Regions from separate parts of the Oryctolagus cuniculus genome. Here region 1 is linked to region 2. A link is a contact called in public Hi-C data. All regions are on one chromosome and are shown on one strand. Each heading gives the region's core, a stretch centred on a gene start, on an enhancer-like site or on the middle of the called end of the contact. The rest is flanking DNA. Distances are from core to core; before and after follow the strand shown.

Region 1 (6,447 bases), core at 2,068-4,567, 60 kb after region 2:
GCTCTCTACTGATACACCTGGGAAAGCAGTGGAAGATGGCTCAAGTGCTTGAGACCCTGCCACCTATGTGGGAAACCCAGAAGAAGCTCCTGGCTTCGAACTGGCCAAGCCCTGGCCATTGCAGCTATCTGGGGAGTAAACCAGAGGATGGAAGATCTCTCTCTCTCTCTCTCTCTAACTCTGCCTTTGAAATAAATAAATAAAATCTTTTTTAAAAACCCAATTCTTTCTCTTGATGGTTGAGAAGTGCTGGGGATATGATGGTGAACTGTCAGAGGTGGTCGTGGCCACTGCCCTTGCACGCTACACAGTCCGACAAGGAAGACCTGGGCAGTAAGTGCTGCTCGTCCAGTGTGGTGAAGTGCTGTGACAGGGAGACAAAAGATGGAACATAATTTCCCCTGATCTCATTCCTCGTCAGTATTCCCAGCTGACTTAGGCTCAGCCAACTTGGGAAACCCCCTGGTCGTCATCTGTTTTTCTGTAACTAAGCTGAGCGGAGCAGAGCAGCAGTGCGGGGCAGAGCACGTTGGAAACGAGCCCACTGTAGCAATGGCCACCTGCTGCCGTGGAGTCTCTGTTGAACATTCCTGTCTTCATAGCATTCAAGAAATGCATATCAGTGTGATGGGGTTGAAGTTGATAGAGAGTGTGAAAAAAATCCCCACGGCATAGCACCGCTCTGAGTTCTGGGTAGGAGTTCCAGAAGATGTCTCGCCTGTCTAGATAGCAAGTCTAAGCATTTGTGAACTAGCCTGAAGCAGATGGTCCACTTTATGTTAAGTGGGTATGAGGCCATTTGACCCTGGAACAGCCCCCTCACCTCTGAATGCTTTGACTAGATGGGCAACCTCATAATGGTAAAAGCCTCTTCTAAGACTGCCGTAAGGCTCACTGCTGTTGAAGCGATTCGAGATTCTGACTTAATTGCTGAAGCACAGACTGTGACCCCAGGCGTGGCTCACTGTGTGGACTGCACGTGGCACTCAGCTTCCCAGGGCAGGTGCTGGCGCGTGGACAGGGAGAGGGACGGCAGGTGAGCATCCCTTCCCACGGTGTGAGAACTGTCTTCAGGCTCATCTCACCGAATCCTGATGCTTTTAAAAACCCCCAAGTGCCCCTGAGAGTGAGAATATGGTATGCTTGGGGAATAAAAGTGGCACTGTTTTTATTTTGTATTTTTCCCTAAAGCAAAGCTAAATGGCATTACAGAAACCAAGATACCCCGGCAGCTCCTACAAACTTGCACGTGGTTCTCAGCATTACAGAGCAGTTTTCAAAGGATGAGGCCACCCTGTGCTACAGACACCTGTGTGCAGAGGAGGCGACCACCAGCCTCTTCATAGTGGGCACAGAATTTAACAAGTGTTTTCTTCAAGAATGGAGCCTTGATTCTATAGTTGCAGGAAACCTCTCTCTCTCTCTCCCTCTCCCTCTCCCTTTCTCTCTCTCCCTCTTCCTCTCCCTCTCCCTTTCTCTCTCTCTCTCTTTCTCTCTCTCACACACACGGAGAGAGAGAAAGAGAGATCACAAGCCACACATTTGAGGGAAAATAGAAGAGTTTACATTTGACAAAGTTAAACTAATAAGAGGATATTTTCCAAATATAAGAAACTACATTCTGAACTCTTTGGACAAAGAAATTGGCTCTGACCTTGACTTTCTGGAACAGAGCTGCTCCTCCATCCTTTTATTTCCCCAGATTTTCCAGCCCCATCTTGATAACAGACCCCAAGACCTGCTTGTGGTCCTAGGCTTCTCTGCATTTCCCCCAGCACACATTTCCAGGGAATTAAAGGAGACTGGAAAGCGCAGAGTGCTAGTGGCATGCTCTAGGACTCGCTCTGGGACTGTCTTTACGCCTTGTCCTCTTTGAGTCCCTGAGCAGATGGCCACAGGATTGGCTTTTCTTGCTTTCCACAGCAGGATGGATGAAGGATGGCTGAGAATACGCATGTTTTCTTTTAAAAGGTAGAAGTTGCAAGGACAGATACGGGGAAGTCTTGATTGAGACTGCCTTAAGCTAACTGGAAGCCTTCGCTTTGCCCTAGTTCGCCCATCGGCCGAGTGTTCAGGACTTGCTGTGGGTGACCAGACCTCTGCTGCAGGACGGCAGCCCGGAGAGCTTCCCACGGCTGATGGGCGCGCTGTCCGACCTGCTGTGTGGCTACCCGGAGGGAGGGGGCTCGCGGGTGTTCTCCTTCAACTGGTATGAAGACAATAACTATAAGGCCTTCCTGGGGATCGACTCCACGAGGAAAGACCCTGTCTATTCTTACGACAAGAGAACAAGTAAGTGTCCAGGGTCTTGTGTGCAGATCAGCCGCTGATGTTGGGTGTGATGAGAGTTTAACACCTCCAGGTGAGGCCAGTTCGGGGCGTTGGGCCTCTTTGGGTCTTGGGCAGACAGAGCGCTCCTGGAAGATCTGTTTCCCCTTGCAGACAGGGGCAACGCTCATGCAGAATACTGGGTGAGGGCTGCGGAAAGAATGGAGGCCCCTTGGGGAAGGGAGCAGAGGGGCGGCTTCCCACCGATGTAATTGAACCAGGGCTCAGTTCTAGAGGAAGGGAAGAGAAGAGTGATAGCAGAGGAGGCAATCCCCAGACGCATGCCAAGCTCGGGTCAGAAGGGCCTGGCACGTAAACACGGCTGGGGCCGGGGGGGAGGGGTTGTTTTCACAATCACAGTGCAATGAAAATCTGTGTGTGTTGTGTGTGGAACGGAATTGCATTCCACATGGCAAGTCCCTGGCAAGGAATGTGCCCCTTCTTCCACTTCTTTTTGGCTCCTGTGAGGTACATAAAGGAGGGTGGGGTGGGGAAGGAAAAGCAAGCGAGTGGCCTTCTAGTTAAAAATTGAAAAGAGGCAGCAAGGGACACACCAGAAGTTGTGGGGCCCGGAGACAGCTACACACAACAAAAAAGTTAAGCAGCTAATTGAAGGGAAATTGCGAGGCTAAAGCCGAGCTTGGGGCGGGGGGGGGGGGGGGGGCTGCTTAGCCACTCAGTTCCTTTCATCTGAGAATGGCCTCTGTCCCTTGCAATAATGGCAAGCGGCCTTCTCAGCCTCCCTGTTCTAAAGCAGCCTAACCCACAGGGCAAGCCCCTTCCTTTATTTCTCTGAGGAGGTCATGATCCAGAGGCACGGTGGCGTTTTGTTACTAACGATGAGCTCGCCCATGGCTGGGGCTGAGCCTGTTAACTCGGGTGACTGGCCAACTCCCCAGCGTGGGGTGGGATGGGACATGTGATCTGGCTCTACTAATCACTCTGCTCAGCTACCTCCGCCATGGGGAAGAGGGAAGAGGGGCTCCCATAAAACCTGTCCCTTCTCTCTTGCCAGCACCCTTTTGTAATGCATTGATCCAGAACCTGGAGTCCAGCCCTCTAACCAAAATAGCCTGGAGGGCCGCAAAGCCTCTGCTGATGGGAAAAATCCTCTTTACTCCCAATTCCCCTGCAACACGAAGGATACTGAAGAATGTAAGATCCCAGCCAGCCTCGTGGCTTCCGCCTCAGACCTCCGAGAAGGATGCGTGGTGCATGAGTGTGTGTGTGTGTGTGTGTGTGTGTGTAGGCACGTGTGCACCCTCCTGGCAGCCCGTCTCCTGATTGCTCTTTGCTAAGTGGACCTCCAGCCTCCCCACCCCCGGCCATAAGTGGAATGCTTGGCCCCAGTGCCCCTGCCCGGGCCCTCCCGTCTCCACCGCGGCTGACAGTCAGGGTTCTTTCCCTCTGCTTGAGTTATACCCCTCCTGGAAGGGATCATGCATCTCTGCATCCCTACTCCCCCAGAGCAAAGACAGACAGGAAAGGGGAGGAGTATTTCCCCAAATCTAGTCTTCGTGGGGCTCTGGGACAGTAGTGTCGTCAATATGGGGAATGGTAGGTGGTTCTGCAAAATATCTCACATGTCCTTGAGAAGCCTTTCCTGAGCTTGAAGGGTTTGGGGGGCAGGGTGGGGTGGGGTTAGAGGTAGAACAGGAAAGACACAGCCAAAGACCCTTCCTCACTTTATTCTCTTCCTTCTTGCCTCTGTCTCTGTCTCGTGGTCTCAGGCCAACTCGACTTTTGAAGAGCTGGAGCGCCTTAGGAATCTGGTGAAAGCCTGGGAAGAAATAGGGCCCCAGATCTGGTACTTCTTTGACAAGAGCCCACAGATGCACATGATCAGGGTATGGAGGGCATGGCAGGGCCAGGGAGAGGGGGACACAGGCTGGGGAGGCTCCACTTGTTTCCCTTTCCCTTGAAAGGGCCGATCACTGCTGTGGTTCAGTCAAAATATAACCAGCAGGGCCAAAGGCACTAGTTCTGAATGTGGACACCGTGACCAAGTGGAGCCCCCAGCTTTGGGAGGGAAGCATCTTTCGTAAATGGTGGAGGAGAGCTAAAAGCTGCCGCAGCTCCAGTGGCTTCCTGGGGTGCCTGCTTTTATGAATTCACATAGGGGCTCAGATTCCAAGGAGACTATCCCCCAAAGGGCTGGCTCTGGAACTTCCAAGATGGTTGAATGTGCCTCTCTGGGCTCATATGCAGCTTTGCAGTGCCAACACCAGAGCCTCAGAAAGCAGGGATAATGACAAGAGAACAAAAATTACACAAGGAAAAGTCCCCTATACACCGTGTTAGTGCCCCACGCCTGCCCCTCTCCCACCCTCCACACACCTTCCCTCTGTTATAGAGATCCATCTGTTGGGGCAATAGGGATAGAAATAGGTATGCGTTTGGTGGAAGAAAAGCTGCCAGCTGTTTAGGGAGGTTTAGAGTCTGTAACCCTCGCCCTTGAAGATTGGAAATGGCTAAGAATGAGACCAAAGGTCATGTGGGATTCTAAGCTGGGACTGTTTCCTCCTTCCCAAGAATACCCTGAGGAACCCAGCGGTGAAAGGTTTTCTGGACAGGCAGCTTGGTGAGGAAGGCCTTGCTGTTGAAACCCTGCTGAACTTCCTGCATAACGGTCCTCAAGAGAGCCAGGCCGACGACACGGCCAACTTCAACTGGAGGGACCTGTTCAACGTCACTGATCGCACACTACGCCTGGTGCACCAATACCTGGAGGTAAGGGGCAGCAAGGAGTCCACAGGGGACCCCTTGAAGATGGCCCCGTGGGTGTGGCCAGATCCCTTAGCAAGTGGTCTCAAGTTGAAGTTTTCATTTTCCCAGTGAAGAAGCAAGAATTCAGGGGCCGGCGCAGTGGCTGACTTGGTTAATCCTCCGCCTGCGGCACCAGCATCCCACATGGGCACCAGGTTCTAGTCCCAGTTGCTCCTCTTCCAGGCCAGCTCTCTGCTGTGGCCCGGAAAGGCAGTGGAGGATGGCCCAAGTGCTTGGGCCCTGTACCCGCGTGGGAGACCAGGAGGAAGCACCTGGCTCCTGGCTTTGGATCGGCGCAGCACTGGCCATGGCGGCCATTTAGGGAGTGAACCAATGGAAGGAAGACCTTTCTCTCTGTCTCTCTGTCACTGTCTATAACTCTACCTGTCAAATAAAAAAAAAAAAATTCCCCCAGTCCCCAGACAGGCATCTTCTCTAACAGCGTGATCTCGCCACACTTCCTGCTGCCAGCTGCCCTTGCCTCCTCCCTCGTGGATCCCTGAGAGAATCATCACTGTCCTAAAACCTCTCCTGTCTGCCACCACCTCAGTGCCCACCTACTGGCCAGGGCCCATCAACCTCCATGTTGCTGGAGGCTCCCACACATGAGTTCTCTTCAGAGTCAACATGTCCAAACACTAAACGTGCATTCTCCCTCCCTGTAAAACCTGTCCTCCTGCATTTCTTGTCCTGATCTAAAGCATCAGCATTTGTCCAAATTCTCAAGCTTGGAAAAAAATTTTTTTTAATTTGTTTTTATTCGGAAGGCAGAGAGAGAGAGACAGAGAAAGACAGATCTCCCATTAACTGGTTCACTTTCCAAATGCCCACAATAGCCGGGGCTGGGCCAGGCCAAAATCAAGAGCCAAGAACTCCATCTGGGTCTCCCATTATGGATGGGAGGGATCCAAGTAGTTGAGGGATCACCTGCTGCCTCCCAGGGTGTGCATTAGGCGGAAGCTGGAATCAGGAGCAAGCCAGGACCGGCACCTAGGCACGCTCATAGGGAATTCCGACAACCAAAGCAGCATCTAAACCTCAGGCCCAACACCCATTCCCAAGCTAGGGAATTTAGGGTCATCCTTGGTTTTCTTTCTTTGCCCTTCATACAAACAGCTATCACTCTCATTTACTGAGTGGTTCTTGGTGTCAACACTGTGCTAAGTACTTTCATGTATGTTACCTTCATTTATTTCATTTTTATTTTTAATATATTTTATTTTAATTGACAGAGTAATTATGCATATTTATGGGGTACCGTGTGCATTTTAATATATGTATACCATGTGTCATGATCAGACCAGGGTAATTGGCATATCTACTAACTCACACATTAATTTTTTTTTGTCATGG
Region 2 (6,183 bases), core at 3,568-6,067:
ATAGTCAATTTACAGTAACACTTTTAAATAGTCAGTTGACAATTTGAAGCTTTTCCGTATGTCTTTAACTTGTCAAGAGAAACAAGCTAGCGCAGATTATGGGACTACCTTTTAGACTGCCACCCTCTCCCCTCGCGGGCACACTCGAGGGCGTGTCATGCCTCGCTGTCACTCCCTCCCTCTCGCCTGGTCTGCGTCAGCCCTGCCTGCGTCCTCTGAGGGGAGTCGGGAAATCTCGCTATCAGTGTCCCCGGCGTCTCATGGCATTTGTAGTCCTGAGCCTGTGGCCTCTCCCCAGTCTCTGAGACACGGCTAACAAGGAAAGCGGCCGCTGTGTCCACGGTGGAAAGGCCTCTTCCAGGGCGACTTACTACACGTGGCCAGGGAGTCCCGACTGGTGGAAAGAGGCAGCAGCGTAGAACTTTTAGGGGCCCGCTGTCTCCCAGAAGTCCCCCGTGGCTAAAACTCTGCGGAGGGAGAGAGGCAGGCCTGAGGCCGGGGGTGTGCTCTGCCTCCTGTGGCTTCGTGGTTGGGAGACTCAATTATAAAGCTGCAAGGGCATCTAGAAATGTCTCTTACAGTTCACCTTTGACCTATGAACCATGGATACCGCGAAGGATAAGATATGTTTTCTGTGATAGCTGTTCAGCCCAGAGACCTCCAAAGCTTTCCCTGGTTTATTTACTTAAGGAAGGGAACTACAACCCCTATACATCCAGCCCGGCTCCATGAGTCATTAGTAAAGTCCGGAGTTTATTCCAGGAATGCATGGAAGCTGCCGTAACGGAACACTTGTCGGTGTCGTGGCATCTGGGCCTGGAGTGGGATGGCGTTCTTGTAGAGAGAAACGTGACCAGAAAGGCGCCCACTGCTGCTCTTGGCCACCGAGCAGAGTGCTGGAAACATCGGCTGGCACAGCTGGACAAGAATGTAGAGGCGAAAGGCGTGGAAAGGAGGAGATGACAGGATCTCTATTTTCAGATGAAATATAATTGCAAACCTAAAAGCTTGAAGAGAATCAGGACAAACTAGAAACAACTAGAAAATTCTGTCAGATGCCAGAGCATATAGAAATTACTCCAAGTTAATGAGGAGTCCCTAACAGCTGCACTGCAATATTGTCACCATTTACCTATTCATCTTGTCTTTGGTGAAGGGTAGGCAACCACAAAATTAACTGTTTCGTTTGGATTTTCTGATTTTAAAGCATATTTACCCCAACTCTGAAAATTCTCTTTAAGACCAGGTCCTCAAACTACCCAACAAAATCTTTCTAAATGGGTATCAAGAATTTAATAAGCTAATTAAGCACTTTTTCCTAAGTAGCCTATTACCAAAAAAAAAAAAAAAAAAAAAAAAACTGGATGGAATTTTTGGCATGTCTAGCATCTGCCGGCCACCAGCGGTACTTCTCCCCCTCCCCCAAGATGCAGGTGGCCCTGCGCGTGGTTTCTCCACTTATGTGAACTGGGTCTTCTGAAAATATCAGAGGAAAAGCCACTTTTCAGGGAAAGGTTGTCGCGGCTCTTTCAATAATCGTCTGTGCATATGTCTGCTACTTAAAATTTTAATACTTAAAATCAGATGGCTGACCCAGTTAGAGGCAAGGATTAAAGAAATCTGCTTAGAATTGAATTGAGCGCCCTGGAGCAACTGCGGAGAGAAACGCATTCCACAGAGAACCTCCCGGGAGCCAGGCTGCAAACCTTTGATCTCTCTTCACAGGAGACAGCACTGCCTGGAGGTCACGGAGACATGGCTGTGACATGTGTTCATACATGTTCGCAGAGCTTTCATTCTTCCTGGGCAACACAGGCTGTCTCGTGCAGGGCGTAGCTGTTTGTAGCTCGACCCTAGGAAAATTAGAACTTGTAAAGCTTAAAAACAATCTACATTCTAGACGATTCCTATGTATACTTTTTATATGGCTTCAAACACTTACATCAGAATTATGAAGAAGGAAAAGCAGCACCTTTTAAACTAGAACCAGCTTGTCTGGGTGGGAGCAGTTAACGTGAAATTCCAGAGAAGGAACAGCGGTGTCTGTAGCTTTTCCTGCTAACCAGATGCCATCGAATTTGTCCAGAACATCTTTGTGCTTGCCCTGAACGCTGCCAATTTTGCATTATGCTTCTGTCTTTCCATTTGTCTCTATGTCATATTTGATGCTGTTCGTCGCTGTGATATTTTGTCTAAGGTGTGTTATTACTACACGTCCTACGACAGGTGTGTTTACAACAGTAGTACCTAATGTAGACTAAAAGAATTCTCAGAAAGGGAAGACCATTTATATGATGTTTTCTTTTTTCAAAAAAATTATATTTATTTATTTAACTAATTTTCATATTTTTGCCATATTCACTTCATATGTAGATATTATATACATACACATACACACCACTTTTCTTGAAAGCAGGGGTATTAGTGTTTCATAATGTGCGATTTAACTCAGAGGGTTTCAACCTTGGGTCTGTGTTAAGGTCACCTGGAAGGGCCAGCCCTGTGGCGTAGCAGGTAAAGTCGCTGCTTGCACCTGTAGTACCGGCATCCCGTATGGGCACTGATTCATGTCCCAGCTGCTCCACTTACAATCCAGCTCTCAGCTACGGCCTGGGAAAGCTGTGGAGGATGGTCCAAGTCCTTGGGCCCCTGCACCCATGTGAGAGACCCAAAAGAGGCCCCTGGCTCCTGGCTTTGGATCAGCACAGCTCTGGCCATTGCAGCCTGTTGGGGAGTGGGCCAGTGGATGGAAGACCTCTCTCTCTGCCTCTCCTCTCTCTGTGTAACTCTGACTTTCAAATAAATAAGTAAATCTTTTTTTTTTTTTTTAAAGTTCACCTGGACAGGTTTACGAACTCATTTGCTTGCATGCTGCTCCCCAGAGCTCTGATTCAGTGGGTCTGGGGTTGAGGCCCACGCCGCACTACGTTGAAAAAGCTCTGCTAATAATTCTGACACCGCTGAGAGTGGAGAGACACAAATTCCACCCGCGGAATCCAGCGTTAATAGCCTGGCACACAGACATCCCTCAAAAACTGTTTACATAATTGGTGACCTGGCCCGAGACCAAGTTTATGAGACGTATGCCTTCACTGGAGAGGCCTCTGGCAGTCACCTCATCAGGTCGGCCCCACGGCTCTGAGCAAATAAAACGCTGCCAAAGCCACACCGCGCTTGCTTGAGCTGCGTCACTGGGGCCCATTATTGGTTCAACCCGGACAGGCCCAGCCTCTTCTGTAATTACATTTTTTTTCTTTTAGTTTCTAAGACTGCAGAAAGAAGACATCTTTGTTGTCACAAAACATTCTTTAAATCAGGGAATCTTTTTCCTTGAATTCAAAAGGAACAAATAACTGTGCAGTCAGATAACGCTGTACAGGAAGTGTCCCAGAGCTGAGCTGTGTGATTTAGCAGGTGAAAAGGCCCTAAGAGTTGTAGGTTTGGTTTTGGTGTGCTACGTTTGGTGATGTAATAGAATCAATGTCAGATTTTCTTGTTACAGACCAACTCCACTTTCGTTTGTAGCAAGCCTAAAAATAATTACCTGGACTTGAACAAGACAGCCTGAAAGCAGTCCCTGCCACTCCGGGGGAGACCGGCCTGTCTTCCTGGTCGCCTCTGGGATGCAGCTCAACGTTGGGCAAGCTAGTCACCTGCAAAGCTTGTTAAACACACAGATTCCTGGGCCCCACCTGCAGGAGGTCTCACTGAGTAGCCAGGCCAAGAAGCCTGGGACCCGGTACGTGTAACAAGCATTCCAGGGTGCTTCCATTTTTGTTTTCGTTTTAAGACACTGCTCTCTATATTTTTTAAATTATTGATTTATTCATTTATCTGTTTATTTGAGAGACAGAGAGAGGAGAACCTCATCCTTTCGTTTTCTCCACAAACGCCACTACAGCAGCCAGGGCTGGATTGGGGCAAAGCCAAGAGCCAAGAACTCCATGTAGGTCTCCCCCAGGGGTGGCAGGGGCCCGGCACTTGGGTTCTCTTCTGCTGTTTTCCCAGGGGCATTAGCAGGGAGCTGGATTAGAAGTGGGGCAGCCGGGATTTGCCCTGGCGCTCACACGGGATACCAGAGTCACAAGCAGCAGCTTTAACCTGCAGCGACACAGCGCCCGCCCTTGGTGTTAAAAAGCCAGAGACTTATATGCCCCTTGGAACATTCATTGCCGGCTCAGTCCAGGAGCGAATGCTCTCAAACCCAGCGGATGGAACTCTCTTACAAAAAGTGTGCAGAATATTTTCACGAACTCTACCCTTTGATCTGTAGGAAACAGATGCACTACAACAATGTACTTCCAATGCAATTCATAATGGAATCAGGAGAGATAACTACGAAACGATCTGGCACCCTAACAGCTCTCCGAGGCGGTTGGTCAACACCTGCGGTCGCAGGACAGTTCTGTTAGTTAGGCCAGTGCTCCGGGACGCAAACAGCCAAGCTTTGCTAGGGCGCCAGTGCCGCAGGCACTTCGCCGCCTGAGAAGAGGCACTGCTGGGGGAAGGCCCTGTGGCCGGCGCCTCCCGCCTCTGCCTGCCTCCGGCTCTCCTGCCTCTTGCCCTTCCTCTCAGTTTTGTCTTTGCCTGACCTGAGCAGTGGGAGGGAAATCTGGGCAGCGCTCTCAGAAGGGAGTCATGGACCATTTGCAAATAGGGCTGGGAGACACATTGACCTGCAGGGCCCCAGGGAGAAGCCCCCTCTTCAGAATGGAAAAAGGCATGGAAGGTGGTACAATGAATGCCATGTTTTTCGCCCTTTGGGTGCTCACCATGGTAGCGAAGGTCTACTGTGACGGCTTCTGAAGCCGGGAGGAATAGGAAATCAGTGCTGCTGGCACCCGCATTGGAACCGCAGACAAGCTGCCCATGTCTGCATGAGTCATCCAAAGGTCTGGGAGCTTTTTGCCATCCATCAGCACCGAGGGAGGTTAGAATAGAAATCAGTGACAAACAAATGACTCAGCTTTCCTTTGTAGAAAATGCTCCACTCCAGCTGCCCCGTTTCCCCGTTTGAATAAAAGGGACCAAGCCATGACCAACCAATGGTGGTTTGGGGTGGCGGGTGGAGAACCGGGTGCTGCTCCCCTGCCCGATGCACCGGGAACTTTCACAGCAGCTCCTGACATTATGTACAGGAAGGGGAGAGAGAAATCAGGAGGATTCAACCATGTACTTGTTTCCGGCTTTGTCCGAGACGTATGCGGCGGGAAGGAACGGGAAGGCCGGGCTTCCGCCCCGCTTTCTATTTGCACGCTCTGTGGCCTTGGCAGCTCACCAGCCGTCGGTGAGGGCGCTTCCTCCCCTGTGACAGGAGCACCAGGCCTGCACCGCAGGGTGTGGGGAAGCACAGGGGAGTCTGTGTCCCAGAGGTGATGCATATTTGCCCCCTACGGAACTGTCCAGAATCTTTGCTGCTGTGAAGGTTTGAAGAGGGGCAAAGTGTCAGAAATGAGGCAAGAGAGAGGAGAAACAGCAGGTGTGTGACTGGACACACCCGTTCTCCCAGGCGTGTTTTCATGGGTGTGAGGATGGATCTCTGATTTAAGAGGCTGATTGTGTCGCTGATTTCAAGACATTACGTGGCAAGTGCATCAACAGCAGTTTTGTTTGTTTGCTTGGTTTTGTTTTGACTAATTTCTAAGGAGAGAGAGAATCTCCCATCTGCTGATTCACTCCTCAAATCACCACTGTGGTTAAGACTGGACCAGGCCAAAGCGGAAGCCAGGAATTCCGTCCACGTCTCTCCTGTGGGTGGCAGGATCCCAACTACTTGAGCCACCACCCGCAGCCCACCAGGGTGCTCGTTAGCAGGAAGCCGAGCTGGGATGTGGACCCAGGCACTCTGATATGGGATGTGGCAGCCAAAGCAGGGTCTTCGTTGCTGCGCTGCATGCCTGTCCACACAACAGACATTTCCTACCAAGTGAGCGCGGGGCTGAGCTCTTTTCCCCCAGCCCTTCTTTCCACGCACTCTCATTTCATCACAGCCCTGTGATGTAGCCACTGTCAGCCAGAACTCTGATAGCAGATATATGATGCCCCGCTTCACAGATGACAAGTCTGATCCAAAAGGACATTTTGATCACTCACTTTGTGTGCAGTGGAATACAGTTTCAAACCCAGGTGTGTCTGACAGTACAGCTTAGGTGCATAACCACCAAACCCTTCAAGAGAATGGAG

What was found. Hi-C and Micro-C count contacts between places; a contact is called where the count stands out from the background.
Region 1: a contact with region 2 is called in a Hi-C map of embryonic fibroblasts, with 1.7 times the contacts expected there. The contact joins two enhancer-like sites. A contact is called at or near these places in 4 of 6 Hi-C or Micro-C datasets (ear pinna, embryonic fibroblasts, skin fibroblasts and 1 more).

The regions. Positions count from the first base shown.
Region 1 is chr7:76,583,199-76,589,645 of mOryCun1.1, forward strand. It overlaps ABCA4 (ATP binding cassette subfamily A member 4), which reads left to right. Exons shown (of 50, transcript XM_051857469.2): 8 at 2,052-2,292; 9 at 3,344-3,483; 10 at 4,059-4,175; 11 at 4,861-5,058. Among named protein-coding and RNA genes, the nearest start is that of ABCA4, 45 kb to the left of the region's middle. Within about 2 kb of position 3,318, at least 2 of the 8 cell types and tissues checked have an H3K27ac peak or open chromatin away from gene starts, as enhancers often do.
Region 2 is chr7:76,521,339-76,527,521 of mOryCun1.1, forward strand. No RefSeq gene overlaps it. Among named protein-coding and RNA genes, the nearest start is that of ABCA4, 17 kb to the right of the region's middle. Within about 2 kb of position 4,818, at least 3 of the 8 cell types and tissues checked have an H3K27ac peak or open chromatin away from gene starts, as enhancers often do.